5 separate regions of the Mus musculus genome follow, and all the other regions are linked to region 2. A link is a contact called in public HiChIP or PLAC-seq and promoter capture Hi-C data. All regions are on one chromosome and are shown on one strand. The core of a region is the stretch at or near the end of the contact, and the rest is flanking DNA. Distances in the headings are between cores, read along the strand shown. Region 1 overlaps Garnl3 (GTPase activating RANGAP domain-like 3). Region 2 holds the start of Zbtb43 (zinc finger and BTB domain containing 43). Region 3 holds the start of Garnl3 (GTPase activating RANGAP domain-like 3). Region 4 holds the start of Slc2a8 (solute carrier family 2, (facilitated glucose transporter), member 8). Region 5 holds the start of Mvb12b (multivesicular body subunit 12B).

The links. HiChIP or PLAC-seq counts read pairs in DNA pulled down with a chosen protein or histone mark. Capture Hi-C pulls out chosen DNA fragments and counts their contacts.
Region 1: an H3K27ac HiChIP or PLAC-seq map of large pre-B cells shows a contact between it and region 2, with 5 times the contacts expected there. The contact joins the enhancer-like site here to the promoter of Zbtb43 in region 2. A contact is called at or near these places in 3 of 115 datasets of contacts at active chromatin or transcription factors (T-cell acute lymphoblastic leukemia, large pre-B cells and stem cell-derived neural progenitor cells) and 2 of 9 other capture datasets (adipose tissue and liver).
Region 3: a contact with region 2 is called in a promoter capture Hi-C map of liver. The contact joins the promoter of Garnl3 here to the promoter of Zbtb43 in region 2. A contact is called at or near these places in 18 of 39 promoter capture datasets (the 3T3-L1 cell line, the C10 cell line, the HPC-7 cell line and 11 more), 3 of 484 Hi-C or Micro-C datasets (cardiomyocytes, muscle stem cells and uterus), 11 of 115 datasets of contacts at active chromatin or transcription factors (T-cell acute lymphoblastic leukemia, astrocytes, embryonic stem cells and 5 more) and 4 of 9 other capture datasets (adipose tissue, liver, macrophages and 1 more).
Region 4: a promoter capture Hi-C map of liver shows a contact between it and region 2, with 2.4 times the contacts expected there. The contact joins the promoter of Slc2a8 here to the promoter of Zbtb43 in region 2. A contact is called at or near these places in 4 of 39 promoter capture datasets (the C10 cell line, HPC-7-derived erythroid cells, erythroid cells and 1 more), 2 of 484 Hi-C or Micro-C datasets (the G1E-ER4 cell line and embryonic stem cells), 7 of 115 datasets of contacts at active chromatin or transcription factors (T-cell acute lymphoblastic leukemia, bone marrow-derived macrophages, cardiomyocytes and 2 more) and 4 of 9 other capture datasets (adipose tissue, embryonic stem cells, liver and 1 more).
Region 5: a promoter capture Hi-C map of adipose tissue shows a contact between it and region 2. The contact joins the promoter of Mvb12b here to the promoter of Zbtb43 in region 2. A contact is called at or near these places in 1 of 39 promoter capture datasets (hippocampal neurons) and 2 of 9 other capture datasets (adipose tissue and pancreatic islet).

The regions. Positions count from the first base shown.
Region 1 is chr2:33,023,945-33,026,644 of GRCm38.p6, forward strand. Garnl3 (GTPase activating RANGAP domain-like 3) reads right to left here. Exons shown (of 30, transcript NM_001355200.1): 13 at 2,136-2,244. Among named protein-coding and RNA genes, the nearest start is that of Slc2a8, 43 kb to the left of the region's middle. Within about 2 kb of position 1,292, at least 40 of the 459 cell types and tissues checked have an H3K27ac peak or open chromatin away from gene starts, as enhancers often do.
Region 2 is chr2:33,467,183-33,469,960 of GRCm38.p6, forward strand. It overlaps Zbtb43 (zinc finger and BTB domain containing 43), which reads right to left and starts at 1,350. Exons shown (of 3, transcript NM_001025594.1): 1 at 1,251-1,350.
Region 3 is chr2:33,129,294-33,131,993 of GRCm38.p6, forward strand. It overlaps Garnl3 (GTPase activating RANGAP domain-like 3), which reads right to left and starts at 1,326. Exons shown (of 30, transcript NM_001355200.1): 1 at 1,131-1,326. The coding sequence starts at 1,222.
Region 4 is chr2:32,980,746-32,983,470 of GRCm38.p6, forward strand. It overlaps Slc2a8 (solute carrier family 2, (facilitated glucose transporter), member 8), which reads right to left and starts at 1,338. Exons shown (of 10, transcript NM_019488.5): 1 at 1,213-1,338; 2 at 976-1,138; 3 at 616-822. The coding sequence starts at 1,268.
Region 5 is chr2:33,886,568-33,889,267 of GRCm38.p6, forward strand. It overlaps Mvb12b (multivesicular body subunit 12B), which reads right to left and starts at 1,379. Exons shown (of 10, transcript NM_175184.4): 1 at 753-1,379. The coding sequence starts at 827.

The DNA.
Region 1 (2,700 bases), core at 42-2,541, 440 kb before region 2:
ACCGAGCCAGTGTAGCCGCTGGCAGCTGCTGAGCAGAGGCGCCTGTGCTTGGGATGAAGCTCAACGAGCGGCTCGGGCTGTGGGTCAGTGGCAGAGCACTTTCGGGACTTGTGGGAGACCTGGCTTCCACCAGCGTTTAAGAAAAAAGGACAAATGATATGCTATGGGGCTTCAATCTCAATACAACTCTTTAAAAATAAATCAAAGAGCACAACTGCCGCACCCAATAGTGCTCCTCTGGCCTGCTCTCACATCTCACCTCCAGCCCTGCTGCTGCCTGGGGCTGAAGGCAGCAACACTCGGGTGCAGCCACTCCTGTACTCTGCGGGATGAGGTCACACCGACCACCTGCATATGTGCTCAGGCCAGTGTGCAGAATGTCTAATAGGGAGCACCCTAAAGTGTCTCTAGCTATCTAGCTACCTTGTCTTCTGGGCTTCACTCAGAGAAGCCTTCTGTCACCAGGAAAAGGGGAATATTAGTGCCACAGCCCAATAAATGGGGGACATTATGCTGTAAGTAGGAGGAGCCAAGGAGGGTGTGTCTTCACCTTAATTATAACCCCTACCCTTGTGGGAGAAATTTGGCCATTTCAACTTTTAAAAACCTCCTTGTGAGCTCTGTTGTCTGACTTGAGACAAGTCAGTTTTATTGGCAGGCACCTGATGCGCAGTGGTCTGTCCCCCGGTGTTTTTCCCGGGGTCTCTGGGAACAGGAGTAATGAGACTCAACTTCATTCTGAGAATGCCCACTAGATGTCCTTTCCTTACTGTGGCCAACCTTCTGAGCCGCTGCCTTGAGATTGGCTCTCCTGGCCTGTAACCATGGTAAGTGGGCCGTGACTGAGGTCTGGCAGATAGGACGAACACATGCCCTGGGGTTGTCTGGCTGAGCAATGTTGAGAGGGCCAGCCCCACCACGGGCATCTACAGACAGTGAGCTGGGCAGGGTTAGGCGATGTGCGTAACATTGTTAATGTTACCATGCCGCAGCATACTTCAACTTAGCAGGTAGTATCAGGCTTAGAATAATTTCTCACAGTGAACTCCTGCCTCAGCCTCTCGGGTGCTGTAATTACAGGTGTCAGTCTGCATGCCCAGATACACACACACACACACACACACACACACACACACACAGGCCCAGGCCTTCAGTGTGTTGGAACTACAGGCATGCGGCAACAGATTTTATAGTTGACGTCACTTCCCAGAGGGGTCACTACTTATCCTTCACAATTGTTCATTACCAGTTCATAATAGGAAGCTTGCCTCACTTCACAGACTTCCTGAGGAAAGAGGAGGCATTCTGAAAGTCAATGTGGGTGTGGTCGCATGCTCCTGTAACCCTAGCACCCAGAGGTCTGAGGCAGCAGGCCGGAAGTGAGCTGGGAAACACTGTCTTCTGACCTGCAAACTCACAGCCAGTGCCTACCTGTACTGGCCTAGGCCCATCAACATCCCACTGTGGATGGGGAGGGGCTCCTGAGGCCCTGCCCCTCCCTGAAGAGCTATAGGCAGTTAATGGCTGCTGGGGTACAAAGAGCCATTTTCGGGCTGGAGAGATGGCTCAGTGGATGACTGCTCTTCCAGAGGTCCTAAGTTCATTTCCCAGCAACCACATGGTGGCTCACAGCCATCTGTAATGGGATCTGATGCCCTCTTCTGGTGTGTCTGAATACAGCTTCAGTGAACTCACATACATAAATAATTTAAAAAAAAGTCATTTTCTCAGTGGTGTAGCTACTGATGAGCTGCTCTCACTCAAATAAATGACCATCTGCGTAGGCTTTAACTGCATCCCTGGTTAGACACAGGTGGGACACACCCAGGTGAGAAAGCAGAGGGGCCTTGTTAGGAAGAAGGGGTGGTCAGAAGAGGGGAAGGATGGGAGGGTAGTGGAGGGTGTGGTGAAGGGATCTTGTGTGTGTATAAATTGAGAAACACAATGAAACAGTCCCCGAGGACTCCTCCCCGCTGCCTCAGAGGCGGGCAAGAAAGAAACACGCAGCACTTGGGCACACTGCCCGGTGGCGGGTGTCAGACTAGCCGCTCAGGTGGGTGTCACGCTGCCTATTACATGTCCTGGGAGGCCCCAGGAGGCTGGTGGGCAGGAGCATTTATGAAGACCCAGGATACGTGTAAAATGGGAGCGGATCATGGAAGGCTTAAAGGCGGGAGAGGACTCCTCTCCTTCCTGGAACACGATGGTGACAATATCGTTTCCAATGTGGCGCTTCCTTTCCACCTGTGAGGAGGAGAAATGACATGGTGAGAAGAGCTGCTCTGACAAGGGTCACTCAGTTAAGACACTGTAGCAAACCACCACAGCCACTGCACAGCCGGACGTCATGTGGCCTTGACAAGCCACCGGGCTCCTCTCCCAGTGCAAACCTCCTCACCAGCTTGAAGGACAACGTTCCCTCCACCCGTTGCTTCCTTATACCCTGACCTGTTCTGGGACCCATAGGAGCTCAGGAAGCAGTCACGAGGGTGTCTGAGGGAGAGACATGCACATGGGCTTCAAACAGTCTACCCCAGTGCTCCTCCACTGACCTACACCTCTGACTCTCCTCTGCTCATTTGAATGTTCATACTTAGTGCCAAGATGGCTCTATCTAATTTGACCCTAGTTGTCTTTCCAAAATGAGTTCCTAGATATGCGGTTGACACTTTTTTTTTGTATAAAAGGCCAGACAGCTTC
Region 2 (2,778 bases), core at 100-2,599:
ACACTGTTGTGCACAAACCATTTCTAGAACGTTCTTTCCATCTCTTAAAACTCTGTATCCACTGAGGCAGCCTACTTGACTCAGGCACTTGATAAAATATGTTTCATCTCCTGTCTATTCCAGATACACTCCACTCCAAAAGTTTCAGTGTTCCTCCCTATGGTGTCTCTGTCTCAGACAATACTTTGGAAACAAGCAGGGAATGGATTCCTATTAGGTTTCTAAGTTCTTCAGTAAACTGCTCCTAGAACTCTGCTACTGTGCTAAGTTAAGGGTCTCAGAGGCAGATGGAAGTCTAGTCCTTCCTAAGCCTGTAGATGCTGGCCTGGTTAAACAGAGCAGCTCCAAACAGCCCTGGAGGCCACCCAGGGTTTCTGGAAAGAGCAAAGAGTTGTGGAGACCTGCGCAAACCACTGCCTAGATCCTGAGATGGGCCTTCACCGTGAAAGCAGTAGCTCCTGACACTTTATTAGGTTTGGTGACACTTGTCAGAACTGAGACCAGACTGTGATCGGGCCACTGGTAATGGTGCCCGGCCAGGGGAGTTTTACAGGGTCATGAGTCACCTTCCATGGCTCAGAGGTCCAGGCAAGGCCCGCCCTGCCTAAACAAACTCAGTTGGGAAGGAGAGAACAAGAACACAACATTGGCAGAGAGAGAGAGAGAGAGAGAGAGAGAGAGAGAGAGAGAGAGACAGACACACACACACACACACAGAGAGACAGACAGACAAATGACCAAGAAGTCAGTGTGACTTTCGGGCCCTGAACCAGAGGGCGGCCCGAGGGGGCAGAAGCAGAGTCAAAAAACACTGAGGCAAGGGAGGAGACAGAGGTAAAGACAAAGTCCAAAGGTTGTCACCACCAAAGATGCAAAGTATAAACTCCAGCTGACAAGAGGCCAGGTGAGGACAAAACAGGTGACAACGGTCTGACAAAGAGGCGAAACTCAGGGCAGCGAGGTTCTCCTTCGCGGCGTCGGTTCGTGCGTGGGTGGCTCGACCCGGAGGTCGCCCCGGGGGCGGATTCTCCAAGAGCTCCAGGCGGCGGTGCACCTGCCGCGGGGTGACCTTGGCCAAGAGGTCGCCCGGGAGGCCGCAGGACTCTAAGCCGGGGCGCCGGGGCTTCGGAGTCACTCGCGCCGTCCCGCATCACCGCCGTCGGAGGGAGAGCAGTGTCCCGTGTCGCGGCCACTCGTGACCCCGACCGCGACCTCCCGCGCGAGCGCCCAGCCTCCCCGCCCCGCAGTACCTTCAGACGGCTCCGCGCCCGTAGCTCCAGCCTACCGGAGCGTCCCCGTTGCCGTACCAAGGCCTTATTCTCCGCCGCCACCGCGGGGACAACTTCCGCCCGAGCCTCTCGTCCCTCGGATACGCTTTCTGATCCCGCCCTCGAAATTGCCAGTGCTTCCGGAGGCGTGTCGTCGACGCTGGGATGTGCGCATGCTCCAGGCGTGCTTTCGGGGCGGGTCTTCAGGAGAGCACGCGCAGGGTACTGGCGTCTGCGCAATGGTCTCGAAGAGTGAGATAATTTCGAGTTCGTAGCTCTGGAAGCCTTAGTGGAAGACTGACTCTTGCAATTTATACGCTCACCCCACCACCACCACCACCACCAAAAAAAAAAAAAAAAAAAAAAAGTAATAACATTTCAAGATGGCTTTAAGTTGGACTTAAATCCACTCGTACCTGCACCTGCTGAGTATCAGGATTGCAAGGATGTGTTCCCCATAGTTGGTGTAGGGTGGATACACAAGCTGGACCCGACACACATTTGTGTCTTAGGTCAGTTTCCCAGGTGTGCGCCTACTTCTTTTTTGTTTTTTTGTTTGTTTTGTTTTGTTTTCTTTCTCTCTCTCTCTCTTTTTTTTTTTTTTTTTGGTTTTTTCGAGACAGGGTTTCTCTGTATAGCTCTGGCTGTCCTGGAGCTCACTTTGTAGACCAGGCTGGCCTTGAACTCAGAAATCCGCCTGCCTCTGCCTCTGCCTCTGCCTCTGCCTCTGCCTCCCAAGTACTGGGATTAAAGGCTTGCGCCACCACCGCCCAGCTTGCACGCCTACTTCTTGGTTGGGCTCTGGAACTCAGCCGTATTTAGAGAGGAGGTTGGGACTCCCCGAGAGAATTATTCAAAGAAATTCTGGGAGGGCTGGAAAAATGGCTCAATAGTTAAGACTACTCATTTCTCTTCCAGGGGACCTGTGTTCAATTTCAAGCACCCAACTGGTGGCACACAGCCTCCCTAACTCCAGTTCCAGGTTATCTGTCTCCCTCTTCCGGCCTCCACTGACACCAGGCAGGCAAACAGTACCCAGACTTGTGTGCAGGCAAAACACACATACACATTAAAAAAAAAAATTTTTTTTTAGAAGTTCGGGGAAACAAAACGAAAGAAAACAAATACTGAAGCACAGAACTGGGAACAGGTGCGGAACATCTTGCTAGGGGAAAAAACGTGGGGATTAAGGGAATGGCTCAGTTGGTAAATCCTTTACAAAGCATTGCAACTTAAGGACCTGAATTCACTCCCAGAACCATATAAAAATAGCAGGTGTGGTGGCAGGATTTTAACGCCAGTGCTGTGGAGGCAGGGATCAGTGAGTTTCAGAATAACAGAGAACCTGCCTAAAAGGAGTGGCTGGCACTAGGGGTTTTCCTTTGACCAGCACAACCACATCTGCATGAACACACATACAAATACACATGCATATAAAAAAGAAAAAATTGGGGCTGGGGTTGGGGTCGGAGAGATGCCTCAGAGGTTAAGAGCACTGGCTGTTCTTCCA
Region 3 (2,700 bases), core at 76-2,575, 340 kb before region 2:
CTACAGCCTGAGGGAGGAGTGCCCAAGCCCTTCAGGCTCTGTGATGGGCCAGGCTTGAGGCAGCTGTGGTGATGGGGAAGAGGCTAGGGCAGCGGCTAGAGCAGCCTTGATATCTGTCCTTACCACACAGCATCAGAACTGCTGGAGCAGTGTGTCAAGGACTGAGTCTGAGAAAGGCCAATTAAGGGCATCACACCTTCCTTTAAGGATCTTGGCTGGTTTGCTTTGTGCCTTAGCAAATGAACTCTCTTTTCCACCTCAGTGGAGGTTAGAGTCCTACATCTTTTTTCTCTTCCTCGTCCCTACCCATGCTATGGCAATTAAAAACTCAGGGGTGCAGGCAGCAGTAGGCTAGGAGGAAGGGGGTTGGCTTCAGGATACCCTCCCTAAGGCCATTATTACAGAATACTGATGAAAATCTGGCCCAGATGGTGGTGCTGGAGTCATTCTGAAAGGAATGAGTCCACCTGGAAGCAGGACCCATTTCAAGTTACAAGGAATTCCTTGGAGGTGGGAGTAAGCCGGGGATAGGCATGGGCAAGAGCCGCAAAGGGAAGGGCGTGTCCGGCAGCAGCCAAGCTTCACCTACGGCCAGGCTGGTTCCTCAGGAGGGCGCCAGTTAAGGAAGGTAAGTCCGGGAGGGGCACGGACAACCTGGGAAAGAGAAAGGACCTAGGAACTATGCAGGGTGCCCCCCACCCCAACCACAGATGGGCGGGGCCATAGGCAGCAGGTGGCCAGGCACTTGGGGTGCGAGGATGGATTATAGAAAGCAAGAGAAGCCTAAAGGGTGTCCTTTTGGGGGCTTAGGGGTTCCGACCTTGTCCTTGAGCATTTAGAAGCAGGCAGGTCGCGTTCTCCACAGCCCAAGACCTCCCTGAGCCGTAGTGTGCAGGGCCTGTCACAGGGCCGAGGCTTCGGACGTCCACATCATCTGCCGGCCGGACACAGGTCTCTAGCCCTCCCGCTGGGCACTCCCTCAGCGTGGCCCGGCCGCTCTACTGGGCTCTGCGCCGACTCCCTCCCACGCCGCGGCCTCGCCACACTCTGTCCCCTCACACCGCCAACCCCCACGTGGCCTACTCCCCTCTCCCACCCCTAGAGGCTGCACCCCTCCGGGGCAACGGTACCTGGGACTCTCAAAGCTGCACCCCCTGCGCCGCAGCGCCGCCCTCTTCTGCCGCAGGAGCGCAGCGGCAGCCCCGCCGGGTTCCTGCTCCATCGCCCCGGGCGGGGGCCGACGGCTCGGGCACACTCGGGTGGGCTCGGGCCTCGGCGGTGTTCGGCCGGACGCTCAGCTAGCGCGCCGCAGCCCACGCCCCGCCCCGCACCCCTCACCGGACCCAAGCCCCGCCTCTGTCCCGCCCCAAACTCCAGCCCAGCCTGGGACCTCAGGCCCCGCCCCGAACTCCAGCCTAACCACGCCCTCAGACTATTCGCGGGGTCCAAGCCCCGCCCCTACTCTAATCAGGTCCCTTGAACACGCCTGAGGCTTTAGGCCCCGCCCCTACTCTAACGGCCTAACCACGCCTCTGGCTTTAGGCCTCACCTCTGCCCCGCCCCCATTCTAGCAGGTACGCCTCTTCCGAACCTCTGGCTTTAAGCCCTGCCCCTAGCCTAGCGAAGTTTGCCTCATCTCTCCGGAGCTAGTCTCCGGAACCTCCCTGATCTCCTACCGAATCCACTCCCTTTGGTCCTTTTTGAGGCCTTGGCCCTCCCCCTGCCTCGCCCCTAATCTAGAAGATCCTCCCTCACCACTCAGCTGGGTTTAGGCCCCGCCCCCTCACCGCCCCAACCCAGTCTATTTGAATTAGGTTCAGGTCCCGCCCCTGTCCGCCTTTGCCCCGCCCCAATCACGCAGATCTCCTCTCAGCTCTGCTCAGGCTCCACCCGTGCCCCGCCCCAAGTACCAAGCCTTACCTATCAGTGGGCTCAGGCCCCACCCCAAACCCTTATCCAGTCAGTCCCTTTGCCCTTCAGCTTTGCCAAGGGCCCGCCCCATCTCTTAGCCAAACCCACCTCACTCCCTAGTCTGGGCACAGGCCACGCCCCGAGCTAACGATCTCCGTTTCTCCGGCCCTTCTCAGACCAGTGCAGGCCCCACCCTGCCTCTACACCAGCTCCAGCCACGCCCCTCCTGAACTGGCCTCACCAAGATCTTCTACCCGCGCTCCCTCCGTTCTTCTGTGTAGCGCACGCAGGCTCCCAATGCCCACTGGATCCTCAACTTCGTCGGGTCCACGGCCCATCACTCCCGCTCCTTACCATTCCCACAGATCTAGGCCCTTCCCACCTACCCCTCCAGCACAGAGCGCTCTATCGGCCCGCCGCTCCACAGCTCCGATTGCTGGATTCTCTGCTGACCCTCCTCACCTCAGCACCTCTTGGTCCTTTCTATCGTAGCACCGCCTTCTTTTGGGGGCCGCCTTTCTCCACATCCCGCCCACAGGCATGGCCCCCAACCCCGGAGCTCCGCCTCTTTTCTCTTGAAGCTGAGGTCTGTACTTAGAGCAATTTTGTTCTCTCGTCCCTTGGCTATTCCACCCCAAGAGCCCTCTAGCTTCCCCGCCTACAAGTCCCGCCTATCTAGCCCCGCCCATGTCGCCTCTTTCTCACTTCAGGAGTGCCTGGATGGTGCGGGTCTTCCTGCCTGAACTGGGGTCCACCATGAGGTTTGCGCTACCTCAGGATCTAACCAGT
Region 4 (2,725 bases), core at 88-2,587, 490 kb before region 2:
AGGAGTCACTAGACATTATCCATACATACTTCTAGATTATCCTATACTTTATGCTCTAGTAAAAACAAACAAACACAAAACAAAAACAACCCACAGGTCCCCAGTCTCCCTTTCCTCTAGCTCCTTCACGCCTCCAACAGATGAAGAGGATAAGCAGGAGGCCATGGAAGTGAAGGAGGGATGGGTGGTCATCCAAGTGTGTAGCCACAGGTTGCTGGTGACCCTCAGTTGCTAGGGTCTAAATCTTTTCAGACACTATCCCGGGCCAGCAGTTTCCTGTGCAAAGGCCGAAACCACCTCGGGACTAGGCCTTACTTTACAGGGGGGCACTGAGGCTGGGAGAGAAGCCTGTGTCCAGGTAAGTGGTCCAGGTGTGTGGGCTGCAAGGTATATGTAGCCTTCACTGCAAGCAGTGAAGGGAGCCTGCAGCCTATCCTAGGGACAAACCAGAGTAGAACTGCCCAGTTAACAAGAAAATAGGGGCATTCCCGTTATCGCTGCCTAGCATACAGTGACACCACCATAGTAGAGTAAAAGATCAGTAAGGAACTGCCTCGCTGCTGACCGGCTGCCCCCTGCCTGGCAAAGGTCATCTAGGAGGCTCAAACCACTCACCGGTGCCACTAGTGAGGCGACTCCGCAGGCAAGGCCGGTGAGGAGGCGGCCTCCGAGCAGCATCCACACATCCCGGGCCGCGGTGATGACAGCAAAGCCAGTCACGAAGGGCACGGTGCAGAGCAAGAGGCTCAGCTTGCGCCCTGCACGGTCCAGGAGCCAGCCGCCCAGTATGCCCCCTGCAGCAGCGCCCAGGGTCACGACGGCCTGGGGACCCGGGACGGGCTGAAGAGGAGGCCACCAGGGGCCATGGCCCACGATCCTTCCACCCCACGCCCCCTAGTCTCAGAGGAAAGAGAATGAGGAGGATCCTGGGGTGCGGCAGAGAGTGGGGGACCCAGGACTCCCCAGAGGGCTCACCCCGAACCAGGAGGCCGCATTGTCTCCGAGGCGCAGGGCCGGGGGTGCGGTGCGCCGCAGGCTGGGGATGGCGGGGGAGCTGTAGCCGAGCGCGAAGCCGAAGCTGAGGGGTCCCAGAGCGGCGGCGAAGGAAGCGAGGAAGACCCGGCGGCCGCGGGGAGTCCTACGGGTACAAGGCGGGGCGTGAGCGGTGTCGCCGGGCGTGAGAGAGTGACCGCGGCCCCTGGGAGTCCTCACCTGGCTTCCGGTGGCCGCAATAGCGGCTGCGTCTCCTGGGGGTCCTCGGGAGACATGTCAGCAGGACCTGACCCGCGAACTGTCGCCGCTCGGGCGAGCGCGGCCTCCGCTGCAGGAGTGACCAATGGGATGCTAGAACCCGGCCCCCAACCAGAGCTGGCCAATGGAAGTACAGAGCCGGTTGCAAAGCTCAATGGAGCTGAACTACGCCAGCGACCCAAGTAAAGGTTTGCAGGGAGCTGTGTCCGGGACCCAGGCACGACTGTCCAATTGGAGTGTGGTGTGAGTCTGAAGGCGTGGCCCATCAGGTCTGAGCTTGCCAATGAGAATGGAAAGATTGTTTGGGTGTTTTGTTTTTGTTTTTCCCTCTAATCATCTATTGGGGGCTGGAGGGAGTGGGGGGGGGGGGGATGGACAGAGGTGACAGTGTGCCTGTGCACGTTCGAAGTAAACTTCCCTGAGTTTGTTTTCCTTCCACCAAGTGGATCCTCCGGATCGAACGGAGGTCGTCAAGCTTGAGGGCAAACACCTTACAAGCAGAGTCATCTCGCTGCCCCTATTTTGGTGGTTTCTTTTGCTTTTATTTAAACTTTATTTGTATGAGTGTTGTTTACATGTTCACGTGTGTGTGTGTGTGTGTGTGTGTGTGTCCCATGCATTCCTGGTGCTTGTAGAATTCAGAAAGCATCATCAGATCCTACGGAACTGGAGTTAGAGATTGTTGTGAGCCATGTGTGTGCATGCTTGAGCCCTCTGCTGGAACAAGTGTTCGTAAGCATTGAGCCATCCTTTATATTTTTACTTTTATTTTATTTTAATTTTTATATGGAATTGTCTCTAAATCTAGCCTCCACTAATGAGGGTAGTAGTGGGTCAGCGATGGATCACACTGGCTCCCGAAAGACTTCCCACCCTTACTACCCACAGTTCCCTGGAATAGGCTCCTCCCCAACTTTGACTTCTGCTTCAGAGAGCGTCAGGGTGAAAAGGCTCCAAGAAAACTCTCTTGGGCCACCTGTTCCTATCCTTGGACTTTCTGACATTGACCTGGTGCTTCTGGTAGCAGCTCACCTTCATCATGAGTGCTACAAATGTCTAGAATTCTGAGATGATGAGGACCCTGTCAGGCAAGGTCCCCCATTCCAGAAGTGGGACAGAGTGGAACTTAGTGATTCCCTTGTTCCCTGGTTACCCCACGATCATGGTAATTATCTCTATTGTCCTCCCGCCCCGAGTCTCCCTGTGATTGTGTGCCTCTACTGCTCTGCTTAATCGCTACCTTTGTGGCAGCTTCATCCGTACAGATGTAGAAAGAACCAGTGAGAGGCACCTAGTCCCTCTCTGTGCCTGGGTGTCTTCATCTCTAGAGGGCTGTGAGCAGGCTAAGCCTTAAAATGCCCATCCCGTCTGTACAGTGGTTTTACGTTACTGCAGCCACCCAATTGTAGCAACCAGCAGTTTGAAGTTTTGATCACAAGACTATTCTTTTTTTTTTTTTTAAAGATTTATTTAT
Region 5 (2,700 bases), core at 129-2,628, 420 kb after region 2:
TGAAAGAGGAGCCTTGCCTGCTGTCTGCCAATGTGGCTGAAATCCAGGCGCTCTGGGTCTCCCGTGGGGGCAGGGAGTAGGGGCTATGGCCATTTGCCTTGGGCCTGCCTTGTCTTGCTGAACAGGTCGTTGGGGTCAGGGGACAGAAGAAACAGGCTGATAATTTAGGGACAGCTGTGTGCTAAAGACAAAGAAAACAAAGATGCTCCTGGCTCTACCTTATTCACTGTGTCTGTCTCTGAGGATGTGGTCCCTGGTGCGGTGCTAATCAGTCCCTTGGGCTTCACTTGCCCTGGCTGGAGTCATTGCAAGGGGAGGCTAATCAACATGCCCACCACGCTTCCTGGATGGCTGGTCACCTTGCAGACAGGTGCCCTACAGTTCGGGTGCCCCCAGGTAATGATGTCTGAGGGTCAGGTGCGCGCTCATCCGCACCCACGTGACAGCTGAGAGCCGGACCCCAGGCCAGGCGAGTCAAGGGAACTGTCCCCAGCGTGTGCCCCGGTGGAGATCGTCGCCCCTCACCTGGCTCCACCCTCGGAGCGCTGCTGCGACTCGAGTCCCCAGCTCGCTCCCGCCGCAAGGCCGAGCCGGAGCCCCCCGAGAGCCTGCGGCACCGCGCCGGGCGGAGGCCGCCCTCACGGGGCCTGTCCCCACGCGGGGCTGGGCGAGCCGCCCGCAGGCCTGGGCCCGGCCGGCTCCTCCCGTGCCCGCCCGTCCCCGCCCGTCTTCCCGCGCGGGCCTCACTTAACTGTTCCCCGCTGGGGCGGCGGCGGCTGCGGCGGCGGCGGGTCCCGGCTCCGTCTGACGCAGAAGCAGCTTCTCATCGCCCGGGCGGCGCGGGAGGAGCCGGGCCCGGGGCCCAGGCGGCTGCAGCCGGCGCCGCAGCTCGAGCGCAGCCTCCCCGGGAGCGGCGGCGGCGAGGGGCGGGGCGCGGCCTGGCGGCGGCAGCGACGGCGGCGGCGGCAGCAGCGGCTCGGGCCGGGGCCGGGGCGGGAGGGGCGTGCAGCCTGCGGCGGAGCCCGGGAGCGCACCGCCCTGTGGCCCCCGGTGCCCTCGGTCCCCGCCCCCAGTCGGCCTCCGCTCGGCTCTGCTAGGCCTCGCCGTCCCCCTCGTCCACCGCTCAGCCCAGCTGTAGGTCCCTGCAAGACGCTCTGACACCCAGGCCTGCAGGCCCGGAGTGGCCCTTTGCAGAGACGCCTTCCCACCTGTCCCTTGTAGGCTTGACTGCACCCCGGGGCGATCCCCTCTGCTCTGCCCACAATCCGGCTAACCTAATGCGGTGCAGCCGGGCCTCAGACTGACCCCACTCTCAGAGCAGGTCTCAGCTTGCCCCTCTTGCTGGGCAAATGATTTACCCACAGAGGCCTGGGGGCAAGCCTTGAGGAGGGATCTAGTGTAGCATGCCTGCCCTTGCAGTGCCTGGGGAAAGGTACAGAAGTCAGGAAGAAATGGAGCAGGACCCTCAGGCTGTAAGAAAAGGAGGCATCAGCAGCCTTTGATCCCTGAACCACCTGCCCCTACACAGCCAGGCCTGCAGGCCCTGGAGGGGACATGTGCTAAACGGGATATTTAAAACAGAGGATCACACGGTAGCCGGCTTGGATTTGCTCAGGCATCGGGACTCATAGTCACACATCCTGTGCTTTTCCAAAATAGTCAGCTCCTGAAGCAAATGGTGCCAAGCAGGCTGTCAAGGAAAAGATCCCGTGGGGACAATTCTCAAATGTGTGCATACAATCCAGGTACTTGTGTCACTCAGAAACACCACTGATCCAAATGGGTTTATAACAAGTCCAAACGCACCATAAGGAAACAGACAATCTGTGTTCTTAACTGGTACAGAGCCCAGCACAGTGGTGCTCCATTTAATTCCAGCCCTTGGGATGCAGAGGCAGGCAGATCTCTGTGAGTTCAACACCAACCTGGTCTACATAGTGAGTTGCCCGAAAGCCACAGAGGATTTGAAAAGAGACCTTGTCTCCAACAAAAACTTGCTACAGGCAAAAGAAAAAAAAAACATATTTCCAGGTTTATCATAACCCTGATATCAAGATCTAACAGAGATAACACCACCAAGAACTCAAGTGCAGAGTTCCAATCCCTAGAGACCTGAATATATGTGATTTTATGAAGAATGCTTGCTGTCTAACAAAGTAAGTGTTGTGTGACACCCATCTGTCCACCTTTGGGAGACTCTATGGACACTTCTGGGAAGTCCCATAGTAAGACAAGACAAACAAAAGCCTGGTTCATTTGTTTAGGCAGCCATTTCCCAGAATCATCTGGGCCAAGAAAACCGCTCTCCCCAAAGCCTACCCGTTAACTACCCATGATGAGAATCAACACCATATCTGACTGTACTGGTTGGTTTGTGTGTCAACTCGACACGGCTGGAGTTATCACAGAGAAAGGAGCTTCAGTTGGGGAAATGCCTCCATGAGATCCAGCTGTGGGGCATTTTCTCAATTAGTGATTAAGGGGGAAGGGCCCATTGTGGGTGGTGCCATCTCTGGGCTGGTAGTTCTGGGTTCTACAAGAAAGCAAGCTGAGCAAGCCAGGAGAAGCAAGCCAGCAAGGAACATCCCTCCATGGCCTCTGCATCTGCTTCCTGACCTGTTTGAGTTCCAGTCCTGGCTTCCTTTGGTGATGAACAGCAATGCGGAAGTGTAAGCCAAATAAACCCTTTCCTCCCCAATT